Linked DNA regions of Mus musculus: regions 1 and 3 are each linked to region 2. A link is a contact called in public Hi-C and promoter capture Hi-C data. All regions are on one chromosome and are shown on one strand. The core of a region is the stretch at or near the end of the contact, and the rest is flanking DNA. Distances in the headings are between cores, read along the strand shown.

The links. Promoter capture Hi-C pulls out the DNA fragments that hold promoters and counts their contacts. Hi-C and Micro-C count contacts between places; a contact is called where the count stands out from the background.
Region 1: a promoter capture Hi-C map of trophoblast stem cells shows a contact between it and region 2, with 2.1 times the contacts expected there. The contact joins the enhancer-like site here to the promoter of Carmil1 in region 2. A contact is called at or near these places in 8 of 39 promoter capture datasets (3T3-L1-derived adipocytes, the C10 cell line, cranial neural crest and 5 more), 1 of 15 datasets of contacts at CTCF or cohesin (the NIH/3T3 cell line), 2 of 484 Hi-C or Micro-C datasets (B cells and conventional dendritic cells), 9 of 115 datasets of contacts at active chromatin or transcription factors (the NIH/3T3 cell line, astrocytes, embryonic limb bud and 6 more) and 3 of 9 other capture datasets (adipose tissue, liver and pancreatic islet).
Region 3: a Hi-C map of cerebral cortex shows a contact between it and region 2, with 2.1 times the contacts expected there. The contact joins the enhancer-like site here to the promoter of Carmil1 in region 2. A contact is called at or near these places in 2 of 39 promoter capture datasets (the HPC-7 cell line and hematopoietic stem and progenitor cells), 1 of 15 datasets of contacts at CTCF or cohesin (the NIH/3T3 cell line), 7 of 484 Hi-C or Micro-C datasets (the G1E-ER4 cell line, cerebral cortex, embryonic stem cells and 4 more), 5 of 115 datasets of contacts at active chromatin or transcription factors (astrocytes, embryonic forebrain, embryonic stem cells and 1 more) and 2 of 9 other capture datasets (adipose tissue and liver).

The regions. Positions count from the first base shown.
Region 1 is chr13:24,162,726-24,166,194 of GRCm38.p6, reverse strand. It overlaps Carmil1 (capping protein regulator and myosin 1 linker 1), which reads left to right. Exons shown (of 38, transcript NM_026825.3): 5 at 1,273-1,394. Among named protein-coding and RNA genes, the nearest start is that of Gm33573, 15 kb to the left of the region's middle. Within about 2 kb of position 1,929, at least 4 of the 459 cell types and tissues checked have an H3K27ac peak or open chromatin away from gene starts, as enhancers often do. A contact at or near this core is called in trophoblast stem cells, where this site is marked.
Region 2 is chr13:24,278,610-24,282,050 of GRCm38.p6, reverse strand. Carmil1 (capping protein regulator and myosin 1 linker 1) reads left to right here and starts at 1,261. Exons shown (of 38, transcript NM_026825.3): 1 at 1,261-1,490. The coding sequence starts at 1,451.
Region 3 is chr13:24,198,411-24,201,899 of GRCm38.p6, reverse strand. The region is part of intron 2 of Carmil1 (capping protein regulator and myosin 1 linker 1); the gene reads left to right. Among named protein-coding and RNA genes, the nearest start is that of Gm33573, 20 kb to the right of the region's middle. Within about 2 kb of position 1,794, at least 27 of the 459 cell types and tissues checked have an H3K27ac peak or open chromatin away from gene starts, as enhancers often do. A contact at or near this core is called in cerebral cortex, where this site is marked.

The DNA of each region.
Region 1 (3,469 bases), core at 680-3,179, 120 kb after region 2:
CCTTTCCTCCGTCACAAAAATACATTGATTTAGATTATTCTTATTTTCAGCTTAGATAATTCTATACAAATCTAAAGCATACTGCAAGCATTGCTTTGTTACTCTCCCTGGCTAATTGCACATGGAATTCTGTTTCCCTTTGTATACATTTAAGTGACAACAGGGAACAAATATTTAGGATGTTTTGAATTGCAATGGCTACTTGGAGAGTTATGGTAATGGCATCTTTTAGGAAAGCGATGAGTGACTTTCTTGAGAAAGATTCCCATCATGAGCAAGTCACCTGCTTCGTGCCTCACTCTCTTTTCAGGTGGATTTAAACTCATTTCCAGGACCAGGTGAAGAATACATCTCAGCTTTCTAATGTCTGTAGTCTCGCCCTTTGCCATGAAGCCTAGCAGAAGAGTTTATTACTTTGCTGGTTTCAGTGTTGTCCCTGGCAAGTTTCTCTCTGTATAGACAGGTTGACTTTTTAATAATGTTATGAATTTCCCTTTGCTTCTAGTAAAAAAGATGATTAACTTTTATTTAAGCATTTTATAATATAAGATTTCTTCTCTTTAAAACACTCTAAAAAAAATAAAAGAAGTGACAAACCAGTTATCTCAAAGCTAACACAAGCTTGGGCAGATGTTTCTCAGGATAGCTTCAGACTTGAATGAGGATGTCACCAGGGAGGTTTGTTGCAATCAGTTTGGCCTTTGGGGTCCCTATCAGTTCCCTGATCACATTCATTGTCAAGAGCAGAGAATAAACGAATCAATCTTTGCTTGCTTATACTTGGGTCTACTTATCCATTTGTATTTTATTCAGGAATTCCTGCCTAGGGATTGATACCACTCACAGTAGGCTGACTCTTTTCACATTAGTTAACAATCAAGACAATCCACCACAGACATCCTCACAGCCCAGTCTGATTCACTCAATTTTTAAATAAAGATTCTCTTCCTTAGTGTTTCTAGGCTGTGCCAAATTAACAGTTAAAAGTAATTTAACTGAATAAGCTGGTTCTATTTCCTGGCTATTGAGACGATTGCAGCAACTAACATGGATGTGCAAGTATGTGGTATGTTGACTTAGCATCTTTTAGATGTATTCCCAAGAGTGATACAGCTGTGTTCCATGGTGGTTAGGGTTTTAGTTTGTGAGAACACACATTGTTGCTGGACCAGTGTGTATTCCCACCATTGGAATGTTTCTTATACCCATCACTTTGTTGTTATAGAGGGAAGAAATCGGGCTCCGTGTTGAGTGTGCTGTTTGTTTTTGCAGATGGTTGTGGAGACTGAGAAGTGTAACATGTCCATGAAGATGGTGTCCCCAGAGGATGTGAGTGAAGTGCTGGCTCACATAGGCACCTGCTTGCGGAGGATATTCCCAGGCCTTTCCCCACTGTGAGTTCCTATGGAGCAGCAAAGTCTTTGTTCTTCATCAGATTCACAAATGTGAAAATACCTCCCTCTTGTCCTTCTCCCTTTACGTCTTCTTCTCTCAGACCACTTAAGACCACCACCACCACCACCACAACCAGTACCTCAATCATCACCACCACCATCACCATCATTGTCACCACCACTACCACCAGCACCAGGACCAGCTCCACCAGGACCTTCAGTGCCACCACCACTGTAACAATCACCAGTACCACAGCAGCACCCCCACCATCACTCTACCACCACAGACACCTCCCTCTCTATTACCTCCACCACCACATGCTACTATCACCTCTCCTCCACTATTATCACCATCATTTCTTGCTCCTCCTCTTGTTCCTCCTCCTTTGTCACTTCATCTTCCTCTTCCTGTAACCTCTCTTTACTTCTTCCTTCTTTCCCCTCTAACTCCTTTTTTCTGGGTCAGGGAGGATAGGAAGGGGATTGGAGGGCATCTTACTATTTAGCCCAAGGCTGGTCAGGACTCTCAGTCATCCTTCTGCATTAAGTTCCATAGGATTATAGGCATGAGTCACCATGTTAAGATTGATGGTGGCTTAGGAAACAGACTCCGTGGATGGTTTTGTGGGGGTGAGGGAGTGGGGGTGGGGTGGAGAGGAGACTATCAGCAATTTAGGATGCTTTTCTGGTGGGAGGATGTGTTCCATAGATTGTGGGAAATGCCTTCCTGTTGACCATGAGGAGTGCTGAGAGAGGCTAAAACCTCATAAATATGTATGGTGATTTGTGGTGCATCGTTCCTGGTGGTGAGAGGGGTATTCTGGAAACTCTTGGCCTTTTTGGAACATGAAGGTAGATAGGCCAACCTTAGGAAAACACATCTCTTAATCTTCACAGCAAGGGGATAAAGAGGGCATCGAGGTTAGGGGATTCATTCATTGCTTTATGCTGAGGGGACCTACTAGATTCTGGTATGTTTTCTTCCTATCATGGACAAGCTAAATGGGGATCCTGGCCCTCTGCCTCCAGTGGTTTCTTTTAGAAGCATCCTCAGGATGGGTGCTTGCTCAGTTTTGCTTTGTATGCCTGCCCTCATGCTGGATAGGTCAGGGAAGCTGGGATTAGTCCCTGCCTCCTGCCTGTAGTATTTCAGATCTTGAGTGCTTTTAAGGAGAGCACTTGCTGGCAATGTACATGCTTACAGAGGCACAGGCCTGCAGGGTAGTCTGGGAGGTGAGGGATGAGTCTCCGCAGTGGTGGAGAGGAACAGCAAGGGAAACTTTCTCTGGAGCAGTCCCCAGCCACCCTAAAAGGCAGCTGATTCTCCCACCTTCCAGCCAGGTTCATACCTCCTTCTGTCCAAGAATGAAGTGAACAGACAGAAAAGGTTGACCAAAGGAGGGCTTTACTAACCAAGAATTAATAACTGAATCTAATAGGAAGCCAGTTGCCAAGCAATGAGAGATTTGAATTCTTGCTTTACAGCAAGAACATTCAGGAAATGTTAGGAGTGTTAGAGCTTCCACAAGCTATGGGTAAATGGGGCAGAGGCAGCAGATCTAGAGGGCTGGAAACAGTAGGTGCCCTGCAGAAACAAATTCCTACGTGCAACCATAGGTTGAATCTTTGAGGCTGAGTCAGGAACCAGTCACTTTGCTTGTAGCCAAGACAGAGGTTGAGGTAGGAACTAGTTACCCTGCCTGCAGCTGCAGGTCTTGGACGCTGGAGCTGTGGTAACCCAAGGGGCAGGGAGTCTGTTTCCAGTAGGTCATGAAGGCAGAAGCAGTCTTCTGTTTCTTTTTTAGGATCTATGTGAAGAGTTTGACCATTTAGAACCCTTGAATCCTGTTACATAAACCCAGGTAGACTCTTTATTAGTGGGACAGTATGCAAATTAGGTATGGAATTGGACCAATCAGGGAAGAGCTGCCGATCCCGAAGTAGCTAGGGAGAGCCAAACTGGCCAAAAGTGTCCTGTTTCAGTGTAGCTCCTTTTTTTCACAGAAGTGGTAGAGTAGCAAGTACAAAGAAAGGGTGCCACAGAGAGGCAATGCCTGGATGTCTAAAACAGTGCC
Region 2 (3,441 bases), core at 12-2,511:
AGACAGATCTTTGCTTTGTAGACATGACAAGCTTGGTCTAGTTAGCAAGTTCCAGGCCAACCTGGGTTACATATTGAGACCCTGTCTCAAAAACTAACCCACCCACCCATCCACCAACCAATACAACTACAATAACAGAACCTAAGCTGCCAGAGGCCAGTGTTTCCCCCTCTTTTCCCCTCTCCCTCTTTTCAACCCTTTAAAGCAGGAACCTGATTGGTCAGTCAGGGACATTCTCTTTGGGTGATGGAAGTGCACATAAGTACTCCAGAACCTGAGATCTTTCCTCTGGGAAGGTTGGATGGGTTGGGTAAAATTGAATCAGATTTAGCAGCAGGAATATTCCAGCTTTTGGCAACCATGTCTGGTCCTCCGATTTGCCCCAAGCTTAAGGAGACTGGGTCGCCATTAAAAGGCATTTTCCAAAGGGGCCCCTGTCTTGCCATCTTACGGTTGTCTATTGATTGCATGTAGCTCTTAATCAACATAGATGGGGAATTAACAATGAGGGTGCGAAGACACAAGGCTCAGCGGGGCCCGAGATCCAGAAGTGCACGAAAGGATCTCAGAAAGCACTAGCTTCCGCGCTGGGGGCTCTGCAGCTCTGAGCCTCAGGGTCCATTGGCCTGCCTGGATTTGGGGGATAAACCCTCGCGCAGCCCGGGCCCTCCACGCTGGCAGCCAGCAGATGGCTCTCGGGCTCTCTCAACTGCACGGTCTATCCCTCTCCAGACGCAAGCGTCTGCTGCACCGAAGCGAGGCTGCGAGGAGGGGCGCCGAGCCCGGCGCCGCCGCAGCAGTCAAGGCAGCAGCCACCGCAGCCAAGCACCGCGTCGGTCCCCGGGCTGTGCCCCGCGCCGGGCACCGTGCGCCCAGGCCCGGAGGCCGGCCGGGGACCCGTGCGGAGGCCGCTCTCGCGAGGCGGGGAGGAGACGCAGGGGGACCAGGAGGAGGAGCAGGAGAGGGTGAAGGAGAGGAGGAGGAGCGGGAGAAGGGGAAGGAGGAGAGCAGAGCCGGCCCGCCCCTGCCCAGCCCAGCCCGCAGGAGGCCGAGACCAGCCAGGCGGCCCAACCCTCGCCTTCCGCTTCACCTACGCCCAAGGTGCGGCGCAGAGGCCGGGCTGCGCGGCGCCCGCCCGGGAAGAAGCCGGTGTTGCAGCCGCCTTGCGTTCGGCCCCTGAAGCAGCGAGCCGAGAGGGAGGCATGTAGCGACGGCCGCAGAGCCAGCTCGGATTTTCAACTCTTAGGATTTTTTTTTTTTTTTTTTTTTTTTTTTTTTGGTACTGCGGGCGCGCGGCAACCTTGGATCAACGCCCCGCTGCTCCGGCCGGCCCACTCTTTCCTTGCAAGCTGCGGCTTCCTCGCGGAAACATTAAAGGGTCTGAAGAAGGGCGCGGGGCCGAGAGTCAGAGAGTGGGACCCGGGATCTCCCCGCGCCCAGTGGGGCAACCATGACCGACGAGAGCTCCGATGTCCCCCGGGAGTTAATGGGTAAGCTTGGCGCGGGGGCCGACTGGCCATCTTTCTCTGCGCACACCTCCTTTCCGCCTCCCTTCCCATCTCCGTCCTCTCGCAGTCTCCGCGCTCTCCTGCGCAAGTGGCGTGGGGCAGGGTCGCCGGGGGAGGGGGCGGGGTGGGGGGAGAGGCTAGAAGTTTGCTGGCCCGATGGCCGCAGGAACTGGGTGCAGAGAGAGAAGAAGGAGTGGAGAGGAATCTGGAGCCCTGGGGGACTCCACGCAGATCTCCCTGCTCAGCCCCACCAGGTGAGTCAGGTTGGCGGAAGATGGAGCTGGAGGGGCGTCCCTTCCAGTGGCCAACTCCCTGGTCCCAAACTCTGGAAAGTCTGGTAAAGCCTAGCAAGGAGGATGCCTGGCGACTGTAGGTTCCCTCGGGCTCATGTCAGGCACCCTCCAGGAAATTCCCGTTTGGGGCTGCCCCTCTTACTGACGGCCTCAGGGATGGAGGCGCCCGTCCAGCGTCAGGACCCAGCCTGACAAGGCGTGGCTTTGAGGATTGAGTTGGAAGCTAGAGGGTTACCCGGCCGATGCCTTCTCAGTCCAGGAAATGGAGGGTTAATGATAAACGCCTCATTTTAATAATGATTAACCTGCCGACCACCTTCAGTCTCTTTGGGAACACGTGTGTTACCCTGTGCCAGGTGACTGGTTTGCTTGAGGCCCTTATTGGGGGAGGGGGTGTCTTCTTTTGGAGCAGAGGGCAGAGAGAGCATTGCTTGGAATTTAAGTCCTGGAGCTTAGCTTTATCTGGAAAGGTTAAATGGCAGAAGACAAATGGGCTAGGAGCGCTGGAAACCAGCGCTTATGCTCGTGTGGAGTGCGTTGACTTGCACTAAGGTGAATATGACTTTATGGACGTACTTTGAGCTCCAGTGACTGGTATTCCCTGAGGAATACTGGGCACACACTTGATGTTCCCTGGATTCCCTGGGCGCTGACAAGGAGGGAACGTTCTCACCGATTCACCATAGTCTGGAATTTGCCCCTCTGCTGTCCACCCAGCATTGATACTTGAGAGGGCATGGTGTGCCCCCGCAAAGCTGCTCACTCTGCAGGTAAAACTTGGCGGGAAGAAGCTGTTGCCCGTTTTGTATGGAACTCTGCCTTTGTTGAACTGAAAACATGCCAACACACACACACACACACACACACACACACACGAAGTAAGGTATTTGTGCACACCCCCTACTTTGTCTCCTCAATTTCGAGACTCTTTCTGAGACATTATCGAGTGGCCCATCCGGTTCTGGGTGTTTCCAACACCCTGCCTGAACACGAAACTAACGCTGGAGGCTCCAAAGATGCCTCCAAGGGTGGCAGATTTCTAGAAAATCATGTAGCATTGTCCTGGGACCTGAAGTTTAGGTGATTTGGACTCCAGATAAAGTGTAAACGGTGAAATAAAAAGATGCTGCTGTTTATCAGCGGTTCTCAGTACTTAAGTATGTTTAAAAGGTGAATTTGACCCCTCTTTTGAAAGGAACTTTTGTGTTGAGTCAGTATTGTATATTGGTGATTTTGGAAGGATGGTGGCTCGAAGGACCCTTCTCCAGCTAACCATTTGGTGTATTCTCTTCATTGCCCTTCTGTGGTTTGTCTAATAGCATTTTCCTAGGCCTCTGTGTTGTCTGGTTAGGCTTTGGTGGTGGTGGGGTTCACCGATGTTGCTGGTTCCAGGAGCTCACAAGCATTTTAGCTGATCAGTTAAAACAGACTGCAAAGGCCTCGCTGCCTTTTCCTAAACTTCTCCTTTAAGGCCTGTAAGCTGTGTATGACATATCTTTCTATTAAAGGTTTTGTTGTTGTTTTGTTTTTTGTTTTAAAGACAAGGATTCTTGTAGCCCAAGATAGGTGCCGACTCACTAGATGAGTCTGACCTTAAGCTATTCTCACTCTCCCTCCTGCCTCAGTCTCCTGAATGCTGG
Region 3 (3,489 bases), core at 545-3,044, 81 kb after region 2:
GGGACAGTCAACAATTCATTCAGTAGCTCACAGTTTTGTCATCTTTAGGTTTCTCCTCAACCATGTCTCCTGTATTGGGTCCTCGCTTTTCTATGTCAGCCAGGGAAGAAGTTCAGAGTTCAGTCATTTGGTACTTCCTGAAGCTCCCTGGAGGATCTCAGAGGACTATGTCTTTGTTACTTGAAAGTATTGTTCAACTTAAATAAGAGGTCAGAGATGCACAGGTTCTGAGAACGGTCCTAAGGGAAATACGTTCTTCCCTAAAGCACAGTGCACTTTTACCATTTCTTGAAATAATTTCCATTTCCCTGCCCTGGCAAAGCAGGCGATTGCAAAGAAGCTGAGAACATCGCAAAGCCATTGGGTTAAATTAGCTCAATATGTCACTCTTAGAACTCAAGAGCAGGTAGTCAAGGCTGCCTAACACCTCGTGCATACTAATCAGGGTTTGCAGATGAAACCCAGGGCAGACAGTCAACATGGGAGACCCAGCAAGGTGTCTCAGAGTATGCCACCTGGAGAATGACAACATGGGGGCCTGACAGTTCTGGGTTTTTCCTGTGGAAACGTTTAAATCCGACAACTTAACTTTTGTGTTCTTTCTTGGTACATTTCCGAAATAGTTGAAATATCTAGATGTGGATTTTTTTTTTTTTAAATAGAATTCTTGCTTAGGAGCTGTGGCTCATGTTGAACTCCTGGTTTTCTTGTGTTGTCCTCCCAAGTGCTGGATTATGGTTGTGCACCATTGTACACAACAGGGTGTAGAGTTAAGAAGTTTGCATCTCTGCAATGATCCTGAATATACTTTAATATGATAGCTAGCTTAGCGTTTTTATACCTACACTTGTCCTAGACTCATTCTTTTTAAATCAAAATATTTAACTGGACAAAATATGCTGTGTTGCCGAGTGTAATACACAGAATGGTAGAATTACTGATCCACAGAGAAGAGTTATCATTTTAACAAAATGGTCGTTAGGACAGCTTTGATTCCCCCTGACTGAGGGTTAACAAGGAACAGCCTGTGTGGCCCTATTCTCTGTGATTTTGACTTTAAGACTGCCCTTATAATCGTCTGCCCACCTGCCATCTATCTGATAAAGCTGAGGATTGAGCCCAGGACCTCTTAGTGCCAGCCAAACACTTTAGCATTGAGCCGTGCCCAGGATGCTTTGGTCTATCTTGGGTCCTGCTTTGGGGATGGGTCCCAGGAAGGGAACTCAGAATAACTAGGTTTCAGCACACGGCATGCTCAGTGCCACGGCCAGCATTAGAGCGATGTCCAGCTGCCTGCTTGTGGCTTTGCTTCCAACACAGCCATCGAGTTTGCTCCCTTGCAGTTGATGGTCGCACTGTATTTTGATTTTGTTTTTCCCCAAGGTCTTTCAGAAATCATCATAGCTGCTTCTCTTGGAATCCATTTGTACCCTCCTTGGAGGCTCTGTGTGTGTGTGTGTGTGTGTGTGTGTGTGTGTGTGTGTGTGTTAACAGCTGCCCACGCCCATTCCTTCCTATCCATCTGCCAGCTCTCGAGGCCCCTGTTCCTCACTGAGCATTGAGGTGAGGTGGATGGAGAGAAGTCTCTAAGAAGTTGTGGACTATGTCCTGCAGGGAGGGCTGGGTCTCGGGTCATAGTAGCTTCTTTCATCAGTAAAACCCTTTTAGGGAGGGCACCAGCTGTGGATAAACCCCTGCTCTCTGAAGTGCCAGAGTTACTTGGGTGTGGATGTTCCCGGTGGCTTGGGAACCTTGGCAGGGAGGCTGAAAGGCCCTTGTTTGTGATGGAGCTACAGTGGCTGGCTTTTCTCCCCGCCTCAGAGCTGTCGAAGCTCCCTCCTGGCCTTGCAGGAAGCCTGCCTGCTGCAGAAGTATATTTTTTTCTCTGGATGCGAACCAAGCTGATATTTTGGATGCTTCTGCTTCCCAAGAAGGTGTCAAGGCATTGGCTCTGTTCCTGGTGTCTCCTCTGCTGAGCTGGTTTTCCTTGTCACCTTCTTAAAGGTGTAGGGGGCTTTACCTTAGCCCTCCCTCAGCACGCTGTTACAGCAGGCACAAAAACACACCAGGGAATATAACCACTGGAAACTAGCTCAATAGGGGACCTTCTCCATGCGGTGACATGTGAATATTTTTACATCAGACCTGGGAACTCTGCGGTTTCTGCCCCCTCCCCCAGCTCTCTTGCAGCTAGGGGCAAGAGGGGGAAGGTGAAGGAAGGAAAGGAAGGGGCTTCTTGTATCGTCCCCTGTGTTCCCAGTTCTGTGGGAAAACGTTGTTATGACGCACATCAGCCTGGAGGTGACTGGCCTTTCCTCACTGTTTATTTTTGAGGCTGTATTTAGTTGTCAACTGTCAAAACATGGATGGCTTCACTAGTAAAGGAAAATGGGACATAGTTGTGAACTGTCTCCCTGGCACAATTGCTTGTGGGACTGAAATTACAGCGTGCATTTTGTTGTTGTTTGTTTGTTTTGTTTTGTTTGGGTACCACTCTGAAGGAGTTCCCTACCCCATGCAGTTGTGTAGCTTCCGGAATGCCTTGGGGTCTTTCTGTCTCTTTGGTAACTTGTGTAAGCCCGATGTGACGATGTGTCTTATAGTCAACAGACAGTAGTTTGGAGGTTGAGGCGTTCCCACAAGTCTGAGAGCAACCGGTGGGCCTCCGAGCCCATTAAGCCACATAGCACAACCCCATCTTTAAAAAAAAGAAAAAGAAAATGGGAAAATGAAAGGAAGCTAGTGTAACCAGGTTTGTTTGTCTGCCTTTGTTCACTAAGTAGGCATTACTGTATGCCTTCGGGGCAAGATAGTGTGCTGTGTATTAATTAGCCTTGGACTCAGAAAGACTGGTGGGAACCCTGGTTCCCCACTCTCAGATCTGGGAATTCTGCAGCTCCCCCCCCACCCCTTTCTTGCAGTTCTTGGTTAGTGAATATTCTGTCTGTTCACAGGACTGCTTTTAGAATTAAGATAATGTATGTGGGGATTGCCTAATGGCTAATACTTGTTATTAGTGTGATTGTTGAATTGAGAACAAAAAAAAGCAAATGTGCTAAGTCCTGACTTTTTGGTGTTTTCAGACCACAAGGTTGTGTCTAAGACATGGAGTAGGGGTGAGGGTGGGGGTGGGGCAGCGCAGGGAGTCAGGAGTATCCACTTCCTGTGGTATGGTGGGAGGGACTTTCTGGTGACATTGGTATTACAGCTGTCACACTATCCATGGTCTAGGAACACTGTCCACTTCCTGTGGTATGGTGAGAGGGACTTTCTGGTGACATTGGTATGAAAGCTGTCACACTATTCATGGCCTAGGAGTACGGTCCACTTCCTGTGGTATGGTGGGAAGTACTTCCTGGAGGCATTGGGATTAAAGCTGTCACACTATCCATGGCCCAGGAACACCATCAGCTTCTTTGTGAATTGCCCATGCACAGTGGTGCATGTTCAATATCTGGGATTTTGGAAAGGACCTTAAAGGATATATAT